Linked DNA regions of Sus scrofa: all the other regions are linked to region 4. A link is a contact called in public Hi-C data. All regions are on one chromosome and are shown on one strand. The core of a region is the stretch at or near the end of the contact, and the rest is flanking DNA. Distances in the headings are between cores, read along the strand shown.

Region 1 (3,382 bases), core at 821-3,320, 230 kb before region 4:
GGATGGGTTAGAAGAGGTCTGTTTTTGATATATCATTTTAATCTGTGGATTACCATGTGGATTATATGTGGATTACCATGATAAAAAATCAAATTAACAAATAAAAGTTAAAAGGAATTAACTTATGAAATTTCATATAGATGCACTTACTTTTGAACATCTGGGTTGAAAAATACTTGGATATGGAGTTGCCGTCGTGGTGCAGTGATTAACGAATCTGACTAGGAACCATGAAGTTGCAGGTTCGATCCCTGGCCTTACTCAGTGGGTTAAGGATCTGGTGTTGCCGTGAGCTGTGGTGTAGGCCGCAGACGCGGCTCGGATTCCTCGTTGCTGTGGCTCTGGTGTAGGCCGGTGGCCACAGCTCCAACTGGACCCCTAGCCTGGGAACCTCCATATGCCGAGGGAGTGGCCCTAGAAAAGGCAAAAGGACGAAAAAAAGAAAAAGAAAAAGGAAAAATACTTGGATAGAGCTAGCTTTCCAAAGTAACAGAAAACCAGATGAATACCAAATTATTTGCTACTTGCATCTCAGTTGTTTATTCTGAGACTTCTTTGAAATGGTATTAATTATCTGTGCAAACAAATTACTCTTATTGAAATGAAGGAAAGTCTTCTGACCTTCCTGCATAGAAGAGTGCTTTAAACAAAACAAAGCAAAACAAACTGCTGTGACCCTGGCCATGAACCCTTTCTTCTAACTGCCTTCTAGGCCAGAGTTGCAGGAAATGGCAGTGGTATATGAGAGGAGAATGTCCTTGGGACCACAGCTTTCAGGGTCTCTTGACTTCTGTGCCACTACAGCTCAGGGCAAGAAGCTGTGTCCTATAGTCTAGTGACTACATGCTCAGTCGACAGTAGCAGTGGCAGTGGACACACATCTCCCAGGGGCTCTTCAGTGATCTTAATTCTAGCTCTGCACCCACCATAGTATTTTAGAACCTTCATAATTGTATGTAAATTCTTTAGGGACCAGGGGTCAGCAAATTACGTCTCACAGATGAGCTGCTTGTTTTTGTAAAGAAAGTTTTATTGGAACACAGACGCTCCCATTTGTTTACATATTGTCTCTGGGTGCTGTTGTGCTACAGTGTCAGAGCTGAATAGTTGCAACAAAGACCTTGTCCATTCATCTGTTAATGGGCATTTAGGTTGTTTCCAAATATGCCTACAAAGTCTGAAATATTTACATATATACATATGCATGTGTATATATTATATATGCAGCTGATTTAGGTATATAAATACCTCTCTTAAAGCACATCTCAGTTCCTACTGGCCATGCTTCCAGTTTTCAGCAGGCACACATGGGCAGTAGCAACTGAGTTGGATAGCATAGGTCTAACAGTGTATCCTTCTGTGCTCCTGCCTCCTTGGAGTTTGTAAGCTTTAGATGAAATTACCTTAGGTTAAATTGACTGCAAGGGCTGGGCAGATTAGCAAGATCAAGGCTTCCTTTGCAAGTGGAAGCAAGAAATAGACGTGGACATATAATGTATTAATCATGGACTCTTATCTATTAAAACACAGTGCTTAGTAAAAAGAAAATACATTTGAATAATAAATTATTGTTAAAAGTGTCAAATTAATATGCATGATATCTACCTGCCAAAAGTTTATGGGTCCATCGCCTGCTTTACAGGTATTCTAAAAACTAGGGCATGTTGCCAGGTCTCAAAGCCATTCAATTATAATTACATCTTATGATTATAAATGTTCAACTTGGGCTCCGGCAAAGCAGTACTGTGAATGGTTCCTACTTCATTGTCTGTCTCTGTCTCTGTAAATCATTTCCTCTGCTTCCTGCATCTGTTTTCTTGGGATTAGTTAGGTATTACACTAAAGTCTAGAATTCTTGGGGCTACCAGACTTGCTCTACTGCTTCCTCTCCTGGCCCCCCCTCCCCCAGCCCACTTTATTGTGGGTGGGAAAATTTTTGTTGGGAGGGCTTGATTAATTAGAAAGGATTCCTGGCTTCCCTAGCAGTGGCAGCCTGGGAAGATTGCAGCGCCTGGCTTAGTGACAGGCCAGTCTGTATTTAAGGAAAAAGTCGGACTGCCAGATTTCCCTGGAATGTGGATCTGGCTTTGTCTTCTTCCACTGGGAGTGTGTAATGACCTCCTCCTTCCCACTCACTCCAGGAGACCCAAAGCTTTCCCTTGTGCTGTTGATGGTTGTCCACTTTTTATTCCAGCAGTTCACCGGACTCTGGGGGAGGAAGACTGAGTTATTTTCTAAATCTCAAGTAACAGATTGAAGATTTTATTAGTGTTAACAAGGAGAGGAGAGATTTTTACATTAAAAAAAAAAAATCGTCTCTACTATCTCTGTTTTTCTTTCCACTCCTTTGTAGCAATTATAGTTTTATGTTCTTCTCTGAAGTTCAGTTAACCTTAGCCTCTGCATTCCTTAGAACAACCACAAAAAGAGAAATATGCCCAAGAATTGACAGTAATTTCCCCTTCATAGTCAAAGTAAAAGTGAAGAGCAACTCTTTGAACTTCCAGAGAAAGAAAGTTAAATAGCAAATGGCTTTTTGTCTTGCTAGTTTGCCTCAGTGAATACCTTCAATTCTGTGTCCTAGGTTTTTCTGTTACCTAAAGGAGAATGTGGTACTTTGTCCTCAGTACTCATTTGGAAATAGATGCATTGGCAAATGTGTATGGAAAAAAAGATTTATGCAACTACTTTGCTTATCAGTGAGTTCTAGTTAATGACTCTCTACTAAATTTTAAGAAAAAATGAAACTGAAGTATCCTAACAAAATAGATCGCAAAAGTTTTGAATGACAACATCCTTTACAAGAAATAAATCTTAAGGAAAAGTGTGCAACCTTTATCCTTGAGAATATTTTTACAAAGGCACTTGTCTTTATGTGACTTTTCAAGGTAAAAGACGTACGTCTGTATTTCTTCTGCTGGTGCTTGACCCTTCATCTTCCAGTTCCTTTTAAATTCTATTTGTTGGGTGAGCCTGAAGTTTGGAAGACATACAGGATCCCTCTGAGTTTGCCTAGGGATGGATGACACTCCAGTTAAAGTCACTGCTGTCCTTCTTCCACTGCATGTTTTCTCTTCTGTTATATTGCTTATGCTGGGAGCTATTCAACTAAATGTGTGCTGAGTACTTGATAGAATTGGAAAAAAATTATAAAAAGTTTATCAACAGTTTCCCAATTAATTCTGCCTCAGGCTTAAAGCTTTCAGGGACCTTCTCACTCTAGTTGAGAGTGCTTGTTCTGAGTGTTGATGACTTTGAAACAAAGTTCTTGTTGGACCTAAAACTTCCTTTTCCAAGTGTTTTCTCCACCTTTCTGGCCAGACACTCAATTTTCTGGGCTGTGTTTCCACAATCCTTTCCCATGTGTATCAGCTCATCTGTT
Region 2 (3,510 bases), core at 746-3,245, 230 kb after region 4:
ACCACAGCTCACGGCAATGCTGGATCCTTAACCCACTGAGCAAGTCCAGGGATCGAACCCGCAACCTCATGGTTCCTAGTCGGACTCGTTAACCACTAAGCTATGACGGGAACTCCTCAATTTGGTTGCATCTTATTCCAAACCAATTAGAAATCTTTCAATCAAATGATTCAATGAATAGAGTGTCAAGAAAATTTCAGTGGTAGAAGCCAGGAAGACAGTACATAGTACCCCTTGAGGTAGAAGGCAGCATGTAATGATTCCAGCTGGTGGAATATAGGCAGAAGTGGTGTATTCCATACCCAGGACTGGCCCCTAAAATGTCTTGTGTCATACTCCAATATTCTCTCTTTCTTGTTCTGCTGGATGAAGGGGAATAATCCAACAGAAGACTTTGAAAGCTCTAAAAGATGGTGGAACTAATTGACAGGTAGACACAGGTTCCTAAATGAGTGGAGGCAAAGCTTCCCTGTGGACGTGCACTGAACTACGTAATAAGCAGTAAAGAACCATATTTTGTGTTAGGCCATTATAATGTGGGGGCTGTAGATTACCACTGTAGGATTGCTTACCTTCACTGATGTTCCATTCAACTTGCTTGCAGGAAAATGGACCATAGGACCAGTTTCTCTGGCCGATTGGCTCTCCTACTTAGCTCCTATGTGACATGTGGCACCTTGGTTTGAAAGATTTCCTAGGACTGAAAAATATGCTCAGCATAAAATCAATTGGCTATGAAAATAATTCATATCTTTAAGGTGTATATATGAGTAGATGTACATTTGTCCTTTGGGCTGATTTTGTATGGTCTTCATAATAAAAATACATTAAATAGGCAAGTAATATTAATAATACCCACCATATGTTGCTATGTAAAGCATATATAGATATGCAAAACACCATACTAGCTGCATGTGTAAATACAATCTTTATAGTAATACTTTAAGGTAGATCATTTGTTACCCCATTTTACAAATGGGGACACTGACGTTTAAAGAAGGTCACATATGTGGAAATGGTGGAGCAGGGATTTGCAGGCAGGTGTGCTCAATTCCAAACCCTGGGCTCTTGATCATTAGATAAACAGTAGTGGAGACACCCACTGTTAGTCCCTGGACCTCTTAACTCTCACTATGATTCATGATTCATGATGATGATGGTAATTGACATTTCTGCACACTCACCACTTACCAGACCATGCAATCTGTGCTTTACATATGATAGTTTATTAAGTCTTCACAACCATCATATGAGACTGACATCATTACTGTCTGTTATGTCTATACCTAGTGTATCTCATAGCCACAGTAGCACTCAATAAACAGAAGTCAATCTCTCTTCTTACAAGAGAGAAAACTGCAGGTCAGAGGGACTCTCAGCAGCCACAGCACCCATATTCTTTCAAATAAAGAGCCTTGGGCATCTTAAGTCTTTCTGCTTCAGTTTGTACAGGTTGCAACCCTCCTCTTCAAAGGAAAAAATGGGAAGAGAGGAGAGGAAAATTACATGGAACCCTGTGACCCTGTTAGTTAAAGCAAGCCCTGAATTAAGAGAGAGGGAACATTCACATTTCCTAAGTGGGATGATTTTATTATCCTAAGAAAAAGGGGTTTTGTCCCCATTCTGTCATCTCTAGCCTTACCCCGCCACTGTGCCCCACACAAGCACACATGTACCCCTTTGCATTCCTTTTGTAAATCAACAGAGAACACGATTCCACTGGAATTGAGGTGTTAGCGTTTGACTTCAAGAGACTGGTCATAGTGAGTCTTCACATAGACTCTGAGTCAGAAGGGAAAAAGCAGCAGACACAAGGATCAAGAGATTGTAGCTACACAGTCTGGCTGTGCCACCAAAAATGACGGGAAAAAAAAAAAAAAGAAAAAAGGGAAAAAAAAAAGAAGCAGAAAAACAAAACTGAGACAGAAGGTAGGAAGAGACACTGGGGCAGCTCCAGCTTTCAGCAAGCCGGCTCTGTTCCACTTCCTTTTGATTGTCCAGGAAAGCTAAGAAAAGTAAAAACAGGGCTGTGAGTGCGTGAAAGCGGCCCCGTGGAAATGTGTTAAACAATCGGCCTGTGGGTCAATTGTGAAGGGCGTTAATGTGCGAGACCCCGATAAAGAGATTTGCACGAATGGCCACAAAGCATTTCACATTTAAATACGGATCCCAGTTTGTTCTGCACAACAGTATAAATATAACTAAGGTGGGGTGGAGAATGAGATTTGGAAATCAGCCAATTTTAAGGAAGCCAACACAAACACTCCAAGGGAATGCAGGGTTTCGCTCAGGCTTTTGTGCTTCTTACTAGCTGTTGGCATTAGATCATGAAAACAGAAAAGGCCCCGAGACATAGTAGTTGCGATACTGTATGCCCGGGTGGTAATAACATATACTGTTTGTCTGTAAACAGCCTTCTTGTTATGTATGCTGCCTTTCCTGGAAGGTGATGGTCTTATTTGATTTTGTTTCATCCTGGCTGTGACAGCCTGGAGAAGTGTACAGCATTTCAGGTTTTCTGTCTCTTTTCAGTGGCTGTCACCTCATGAGATAGATCTGAGGGCAGAAGTCTCTAACCTGAAAGCTTTTTAAATTGAGGTTTTAATAGAAAGGCATATATTTTAGCCCCTTTAGCAAATTCAGATTGCATGAAAGAACATTTTATAATAGGCTAAGCAGGCCATATAAAATTAAGTAAAACTGGATCTGGTGCCTAAAAATATTTGGCAGAAATCCCTGGAAAGCCACATTTGAACATTTTTAATATATATTACGAGGCAGAAAAGAGTAATTATCTTCTATTGAAGTGCCCAAGTGAGAGAAATGTATTTGTAGAGCCCTTTCAAAGAAAACTGTCTGTGTTGCAGAATTGTTGTGCTTGAGATGATGACTGCCCTTTTTTGGTTTATGGCTAGAGAAGCAAGCACAACTCAGACATTACTCCACTATTTCGTGAGACTGCTACCTTGAGCAAGGTGTTTTGCCAAGGGCCTTGAAATATTTGGCTAATACGTTTCTAGAACAAAGACTCTTGAATCCTGTGGGTGTGATACCATGGAGGGTTTGGGAACAAAACTGCTTTGAGTGATCATCTCTCTAATTTATTTCTAACCTGGGCCCTTGTTTTGGAATAAATCACTCTTTCCTTCCTCTCCTCCTTTTTCCAGAGAGGGTCACCTTTCATTGGAAGCACTCATAAGTTTCCAGAGCATTGCCTTTCTGAGATTAGCCTCTGTTTTGGTTTAGATTGCTCAAATGCAGACCTTCAGAAAAGAATTTTGGTCTAAGTAGATTATTTGGGAGTGGATCCCAGAATATAAATTGAGGGAGTGGGGAACATGAGAGAGGAAAGGGAAGAAAGCTCCTAAAGGATTGTGAGGCACAGAACAGCTCCATAGGGCCCAATCCTGCTGGGAACCCTCTGCGTCACTGTGTGAAACACAACTGAAAATTGCCCCTTGGAGGGTGTAGCAGCTTGGGCATCTGTCCACCAAGTCTGTCTCCTCTCAT
Region 3 (3,480 bases), core at 81-2,580, 140 kb before region 4:
TTGATCCCTGGCCTCGCTCAGTGGGTTAAGGAGCCAGCATTGCCTCAAGCTTCGGTGTAGGTAGCAGATGAGGCTCAGATCCTGTATTGCTGTGGCTGTGGCATAGGCCAGCAGCTGCATCTCCATTTCAAGCCCCTAGCCTGGGAACTTCCATGTGCCACAGGTGTGGCCCTAAAAAGACAAAAAAAAAAAAAAAAAAAAAAAAATTAGACAAGATATCCCACTGCTGAAGACTTGGTAATAGTTAAGTTTCGGCTTTGGAATTCTTTGGAAAGAGATAGGAAAAAATCACCAACTTGCTCAGTTGGCAGTGAGCTTGGGGTGAGGTAATCCTAGGATCCTTGAATTTGCTTTTTCCAAAATATGGAAAATGAGTGGTTGTCACTGGTGATGACATAGTTGTCGCCACTCCAGAATAAGGAGGGAGACAGTAGTTCTGTGACACATCAGTGTCCTGGGCTCACTCAGAATGACCTTGTCCCCAGAGCAGGCTTGGAGCCCCCAGTTTGCAGACAAGGCCTAGGTGTCCTGCCACTTGTTCGTTCCTGCCTTCCTTCCCTTCACCAATGGGCATTTACTGTGAGCCAGCTCTGCTCTGATTCCAAGGGTACAGGGGGACCGGTGTAGACCCTGTACCCAGGAGCTGACAGTATAACAGGGAACGCCCCTATGGAGCAGCCGCTCAGTGCAGGAATGACCACAGAATCATCTGTGCTGACCTGGAGGAGGGAGTGACAGACTGTTCAGAAAAGCTCCACAGAAATGGCCACGCCTCCACTAGGGTTCGAGGATCCGTGGGAGCCTTCTGAGCACAGAAGCATCCAGGTGCTTTGAAAGCACAGGGCAAAGAGCATGTGGGGGAGGGTGCTGGAAGCAGAGGAGGGCCTTGTCAGGGGCTTGAGGTCTGGGCATTCCATCTGTGTGGCAGACGTGGCTCTCATGGAGGCCTGAAGAACTCATCTAGGGCTCAGAGAAGTGGCTCTGATGTTCCAAGTGGGAGATGACGTGAGCTAGGGAACCAGAGAGGAGGCGTGTGCTTTGCTCTTGAAGAAGTGAAATCGACCAGGCGTGGTGACCGATGGTGGTGCGGGGGGGGGAGGGGGGGAGGGAGGAGTTGGGGTGACTCCCAGGTTTTTGACCGAAACCTCTGGGTGTAGCCAGGGGAGGAAGCTGGGATGGGCCCCAGCCCAGGGCATGGGATGCAGAGCTGTCTCTAGTAGCCCCTGGGCTGTGAGAGAGGTAACCTGGCCTGTGTGAAAGGAGCAGCTCAGGCCTGAGAACCCAGTGATGCTCACTCTGCTGTGCTGCTTTGCTTGGAAGAGCTGGAGAGTTGCTCTGGGAGAGAAATAGCCTAATTAAGGGGGAGTGGGAGGCGGGGCATGCTGCTGGCAGCAGTCAGAGGTGGTTTTCTTTCTTTCTTTCTTTTTTTTTTTTCCCACTTCTGTTTACTCATGGGAGAAAAGAAGCAAAGCTTTGAGGCAGGGAACTTTAGACAGGCAAAATACCTCTGATTAGTGTGGGAGTTGGAGAGAACTCTTGCTGGAGAACTCAGAAGGCTGGCTGCAGAGGGAGAGCCCCGGCATGGGGGAAGGGGCTCGGGGAGTCTGGCAGGAAGCCCAGGAAAGTCTGAGCACCAGAGTAAGATTCAGTGATTTATTAAAAAAAAAACAAAAACAACAACAAAAAATTTTAATAAGTCTGCTTGGAACCAACCAGACTACTTTGGGATCAAAATTACAAGCAATGAAAAAATGTCAAATTGGACCTTACTATTCAATTTTTTTTAGAAAGTTACTATTACGTAGTTCCAGTTCAAGTTGTTCAAACATCAATTTTTTTTTAATTTAAAAATATTATCATTGCTGATGATGAAGGGGGGAAACCCAGCAGAACATGTGTGAGGCATGTCTCCCCTCTTTAGAGGGGCTTTTGTTCCAGGATACCTGCAATCTCAACAGGCTTATGATAGAATTCAGAGGGTTGGTGAACTTGCATGGGAAAAAAGTTACATCTTTATTTTGATCAAGTTCTAATTATTTTTTTAACTTTTAAAAAATTAGGGGAGTTCACATTGTGGCACAGCAGAAAGTAATCTGACTAAGAACCATGGGGTTGTGGGTTCCATCCCTGGCCTCACTCAGTGGGTTAAGGATCCGGTGTTGCCCATGAGCTGTGATGTAGTTCACAGGTGCAGCTCGGATCTGGTGTTGCTGTGGCTGTGTCATGGGCTGGCAGCTGTAGCTCCGATTTGACCCCTAGCCTGGGAACCTCCATATGCTGCAGGTGTGGCCCTAAAAAGAAAAAAAAAAAATTAGGGCCACACTGGCGGCATATGAAAGTTCCTATGCTAGGGATCAAATCGGAGCTGTAGCCACTGGTCTATACCACAGCCACAGCAAAGCCAGATCCAAGCTGTATCTGTAGCCACTGGTCTATACCACAGCCACAGCAAAGCCAGATCCAAGCCGTATCTGTAGCCACTGGTCTATACCACAGCCACAGCAAAGCCAGATCCAAGCCGTATCTGCAAACTACACCAGAGCTTAGGGCAATGCTGGATCCTTAACCTGCAGAGCTAGGCAAGGGATCGAACGGGCATCCTCACACATACTAGTCAGGTTCTTAACCCCCTAGGCCACAATAGAAACTCCTAAATTTTGTTTTTATTATGAATGAAAAATGCAGAACACAATAAATTAGCAATATTTGTTACCATTAGAAATCACAACTCTTTTCATATAGTGTGATAGATATCTGAAAATGTAATTTATGCTTATCACTACTTTGGATTTATCGTAGTTTTTAGATTCACCACTATCTGAAGAGAGCCAGTGCTTTATTGAACAAGTCCATTCATTACTATGTGACAGATTTTTTTTAAAAATATGGATACCCATACTTCAGCATAATTGGTTTTCCTTTCGAATCCTATGCACTGTGTTTCCATGCATTTAAAAACATTATTACGAGCAGGTTTCATCAGCTTCACAACTGACCGAAGAGGTCCGTGGCACACGAGAGGTTAATAACCCCTGGCTAAGATCCTGTAGCTGTGGCATAAGACCTCCACCTGGTGGCAGCATACTCCTTAAAGGTTAACTCTATAATCAACATTTGTGAAGAAACTTAGAATAACAGTATATTTGAATATGGTTTTCAAAAATTTTTGACCACAACCCACAGTAAGGAATAGGCTTTATATTATAATCAGTATGCTCATTCATAACTTTCACAAAACAAGACTTGACCAAGGTATAACCATTGATATTTTTTCTCCCACTGCAATATTCTCTTCAACTCTATTTCCTTAAGACAAAATGCTGGCTACAACACACTGAACTGCAGTTCCGTGGGTCACACTGCACTGTTTGACGTTGTGGGAGGACCATTTTTCATTATTCTTTACAATTTATTACCCAGGGAAGTTCACTTTGGTCTCCCCTAAAACCCGCACATTTTCAGGGACATAACTTATACCTT
Region 4 (3,586 bases), core at 366-2,865:
ACCTCCTGGCTCGGGCGGCTACTCTGGGGCCTTCAAGTTGCAAGTTTCAACCGGCCTTCCTGGGAGCCTCGCCCCACAATCCCCTCTGGGGTCTCACTTGTGTGCTCTTAGCAAAAAGGACTGGGACTGGGGCCTGCTGAGATCTAGCTACACAGTCTCAGCTCCCTAACACCCCACCCCAAAGACGTCCTGGGTTAATGCCGAGTTTCCAGCCAAGGCGCTGTAAATCCCTCTCCTCTCTCAAGAGAAATCAGGGTTCCGCTCGCGGGTGCGGACCCCAGGCCGGCCCGGCAGTCACTCACCGGCCAGGCGAAACTGAAAGGCAGCACGATGCGGTTGCGTTCGTTGCCGCGACTGGCCTTGAGGTTGAAGTTGTTGCCCCCGATGACAGGCGTGGACCCCGAGCCGAAGCTGCAGGGCCCCCCGGCCGTAACGCGCCACTGGTACTCCTTGAGGCACACTTTGAAGTACGTGTCACACTCGTCGCGGGAGCACTTGCGGTCCCCTGGGTTCCGGGCGCCGCCGCAGCAGTTCCCGTTCTGCAGCTCCCCATTCACGTTCTGCATGGACAGGATCTCCAACTCGAACTGACCGGAGGCCCAGCACACCTGCCGGCAGGGGAGGGAGGGAGGTCAGCACAGGGGAAAGTTGTTTTCTTCGAGGGTGGAAGTGGAGACTCCTTCCCCGCCCGCCCCGACGAGCCCTTGGCGCCAAGTGAAGATAATTTTGCAAAACTGGGTGCAAGGGCTTAACGTGATTCCCGGGCTTAGGAGGCTGGAGTGTGGGAGAAATCCGACACGACTGTTCCCGGGGAGCAAGCAAGCCCTGCCCAGCCTGGGGGTACATTTAGGAGCCCAGGGGCTCCTACAGCCCAGGTGCAGCCTCTCGGGCGTAGGGGCCCAGGCAGGAGCAGGAGCCCTGGGGCTCCCGAGGCTGCTACAGGCGCTCAATCGCAGGCGTCCAGGCGCCGCGAGGGAAACGAGAGGGCGGGCTGGGAGGGGGGCCGGGTAGACTCCTACCTTGGCTCGCAGGGCGCAGAGCAAGGCGAGCAGGAGGCTCAGGGGGCGCCCGGGCCGGCCGCGCGTCCGTGGGGACCGCATCGCTGCACCGCGCGCCGCGGGCACTCGGGACGCCGCCGCCGCCGCTGCTGCTCGCGCTGGTGCTGCCGCTGGTGTTGCCGCCGGTGCTGCCGTCGCCGCTGCCCCTGCGGCCGCCGCGTCCGGGCTCTAATATACTCCGCCGATTGGAGCATGCACGACTGGAAAACAACACCACTTTTCAAAAGCCCTTTCAAGAGCGGCCCGTTCCAGAAGGCAAAGAGCCCGGCCTCCTTTTATTATTCTGATCGCTTCTTTGAGGCGCTCCCCCTCCTCTTCCACCTCCCGGCTTTCTTTCCTTCTCTCGCGCTCCCCTTCTTTTATTATTATGATTATGCGCAGCCTTTTATTCCCTTTCAGATCAGCTGCTCAGAAAGGAGGGAGGGAGGGGAGGAAGGAAAAAAAATAAAAAAATAAAAACCCGAGCCCAGCTCGCGGCCCGGCCGCAGGTAACACAATGACGCGTGCCCGCCCGGCTCTCGGAGAGGGACTCAGAGAGCCCGTCTGGGAGCCGCGGCTGGGGCTGGCCACCTCTACCCAGCGCGCAGGACAGGCGCATGCGTGCTTATTAATATTCATGAGGGGCGTGACCACCAGCGACACGCCCCTTCCCTCCCAAAGGATGGGGAGGGGGAGTACTGGAAAGAACTTAGAAGGGGTTGAGGGTGGGAGACGCGCAGGGCCACGTAGACGTCTGAGGGCCCAGCGTAGACCCCTGCCCTCGGGTGTTTGGGTCCAGGCGGGAAGAAGGGCAGGAGGCTGGAAGGAACATGAAGGCTCCGTTGCTCAGGGACGCGCGGGGCCAGTTTGACGCCCAGGGCCCCCTGCGCGGACCGCCCCCTTGGGCACCTCGCGCCGAGCGCCTCTGGCCTCCTGTCGGAGCCCCAGGTGTAGGCGCCTCGGCACTGCCTGAGCGATCGGAGCGGGGCGGCTTCCGCCTTCCGTGCTGCCTGCGTCAGCCGCGGCTTTCGCCCCTGTAGGAGGGCCTGCCCTCCGGGAGCCCGGCCCGCTTCCCGCGAGCGAGTGAGCAAGCCGCCCAGAGCGCGCAGCTGGCGGCAGAAGCGGCGGCGGCGAGGCTGGCGCGCTGGCCGCCGTCTGCTTGCCGGGCAGAGGCGACCTGGGCAGGCGCTGCTGGGAACTTTGAAAAACTTTCCCGGAGCCGAGCTGGCCGCAGATTCGAGGGGAAGCCTCGGCCGCGCCCCACCCCCTCCCAAATCCGAGTCTGCGGAGCCTCAGAGGGCTCCCAGCTTCCTTTCCAAACCGCGCCGGGGCAGAGGAGGGGAAGCCAGACGAGGCCAGAGGGCAGCGGGCACGCGGGGGTCCTGCCCAGGCAGAGATGCTGATGGGCTAGGGCTCGCACCCTCCCGGTCCCGCCGCCCAGGCCGCAGTGCCTGAATTGCACCTGTAGGCGGCCTCCGAGCAGCTCTGGGTGGCCAGAGAGCTTGGAAGGGACTGTCTCACTGCCAGAGCCTGGCAGCAGAACTTAGCTTCTCTGGGGTGGCAGTGGAAACTGATGCTATTTTCTACCTTGAGGCGAGCCTCGCAATTAACAGCGACACTCTCGGTCATAACCAAGGTCAAAGGGAAACCTGCAGGTTGGCCGACGCCTCCACCAAGCCCTCTAGGCGGACCTACTGCTGTGTTTGAGGGAATCTCTTTAGAGAAAAAAAGGTTAATTTCCACTGAAAGGTGGACAAAGTTTTGGCCCCTCTGTTGGCTACGTCCTGCCGAAAAAAAGTGATTCTTCAGGGGCTGGATGATGGCTGGATGTGAAGCATGATGGGCTGCAGGGGTCAAGGGAAAGTATTTTCCAACATGCTGAGTTAGAGAATAAAAGGGTGGTTATTTACTTACTACATTTCATGGGTGGGTCAATATGGGCAGTATTTTCAGTACTAGATCTCATCCCACCAGGGAATAAAATAAGGCAGCTAACTGACCTCTGTGTTGCCTTGGTTCAAAGTCACCAAGGATGGCTTAGGAATCTTGGCATTTTAAGGATGCAAGAAATGCTCCTAAGAAAGGCACCTTCTCAATGTATCCCATCTTGATCATTGGTGAAAGAATTAGTCCATATTTGGGAAGGGACATATCCAAGAGCAGGATAAGTCTGCAGCTGCCATAAACAGACAATCTGGGTGTTTCCTCTTAACTGACCCCAGTCCCGGTCCCTCCCCCCATTTTCTTGAGTACTAGGCATCCAGTTGTCAAATATAATTTCACCTAGACTTCTCTCACCAACTCTCAAACCAATCTCTCCTACCACCCCCAGTTTTCCCAGAATGGGGTGCTAAATAATGGTTTAAAAGCAAATGCTGGTTCTAGAAAAAAAAATTATGATGGCTGTTGAGGCCTTAAAATACACACTCCTTAGAATTCCACCTGTTGTAACCTATTTCAATTCTGCGCCCTGTGATCTGTTTGTCTCACACCCCTCAGGAAGAATCCAGGTCGTTAGCTGAAGAGTTTAGATCCAGCCACCTGACTTA

The links. A called contact is a pair of places that touch in the nucleus more often than the background predicts.
Region 1: a contact with region 4 is called in a Hi-C map of skeletal muscle, with 8 times the contacts expected there. The contact joins the enhancer-like site here to the promoter of JAG1 in region 4. A contact is called at or near these places in 18 of 47 Hi-C or Micro-C datasets (adipose tissue, alveolar macrophages, brain and 13 more) and 2 of 2 datasets of contacts at active chromatin or transcription factors (alveolar macrophages and skeletal muscle).
Region 2: a contact with region 4 is called in a Hi-C map of subcutaneous adipose tissue, with 2.0 times the contacts expected there. The contact joins the enhancer-like site here to the promoter of JAG1 in region 4. A contact is called at or near these places in 5 of 47 Hi-C or Micro-C datasets (embryonic fibroblasts, fetal heart ventricle, mesenteric adipose tissue and 2 more) and 1 of 2 datasets of contacts at active chromatin or transcription factors (skeletal muscle).
Region 3: a contact with region 4 is called in a Hi-C map of skeletal muscle, with 4 times the contacts expected there. The contact joins the enhancer-like site here to the promoter of JAG1 in region 4. A contact is called at or near these places in 1 of 5 promoter capture datasets (liver) and 8 of 47 Hi-C or Micro-C datasets (adipocytes, brain, embryonic fibroblasts and 3 more).

What each region holds. Positions count from the first base shown.
Region 1 is chr17:19,398,986-19,402,367 of Sscrofa11.1, forward strand. All of the region lies in intron 2 of SLX4IP (protein SLX4IP), which reads left to right. Among named protein-coding and RNA genes, the nearest start is that of SLX4IP, 37 kb to the left of the region's middle. Within about 2 kb of position 2,071, at least 20 of the 83 cell types and tissues checked have an H3K27ac peak or open chromatin away from gene starts, as enhancers often do. A contact at or near this core is called in adipose tissue, liver, retroperitoneal adipose tissue and 1 more, where this site is marked.
Region 2 is chr17:19,862,121-19,865,630 of Sscrofa11.1, forward strand. The region is part of intron 1 of LOC106506610 (a long non-coding RNA gene); the gene reads left to right. Among named protein-coding and RNA genes, the nearest start is that of JAG1, 230 kb to the left of the region's middle. Within about 2 kb of position 1,996, at least 17 of the 83 cell types and tissues checked have an H3K27ac peak or open chromatin away from gene starts, as enhancers often do. A contact at or near this core is called in mesenteric adipose tissue and subcutaneous adipose tissue, where this site is marked.
Region 3 is chr17:19,492,796-19,496,275 of Sscrofa11.1, forward strand. The region is part of intron 2 of SLX4IP (protein SLX4IP); the gene reads left to right. Among named protein-coding and RNA genes, the nearest start is that of SLX4IP, 130 kb to the left of the region's middle. Within about 2 kb of position 1,331, at least 27 of the 83 cell types and tissues checked have an H3K27ac peak or open chromatin away from gene starts, as enhancers often do. A contact at or near this core is called in skeletal muscle, where this site is marked.
Region 4 is chr17:19,628,044-19,631,629 of Sscrofa11.1, forward strand. JAG1 (protein jagged-1) reads right to left here and starts at 1,616. Exons shown (of 26, transcript XM_005672699.3): 1 at 1,020-1,616; 2 at 303-608. The coding sequence starts at 1,100.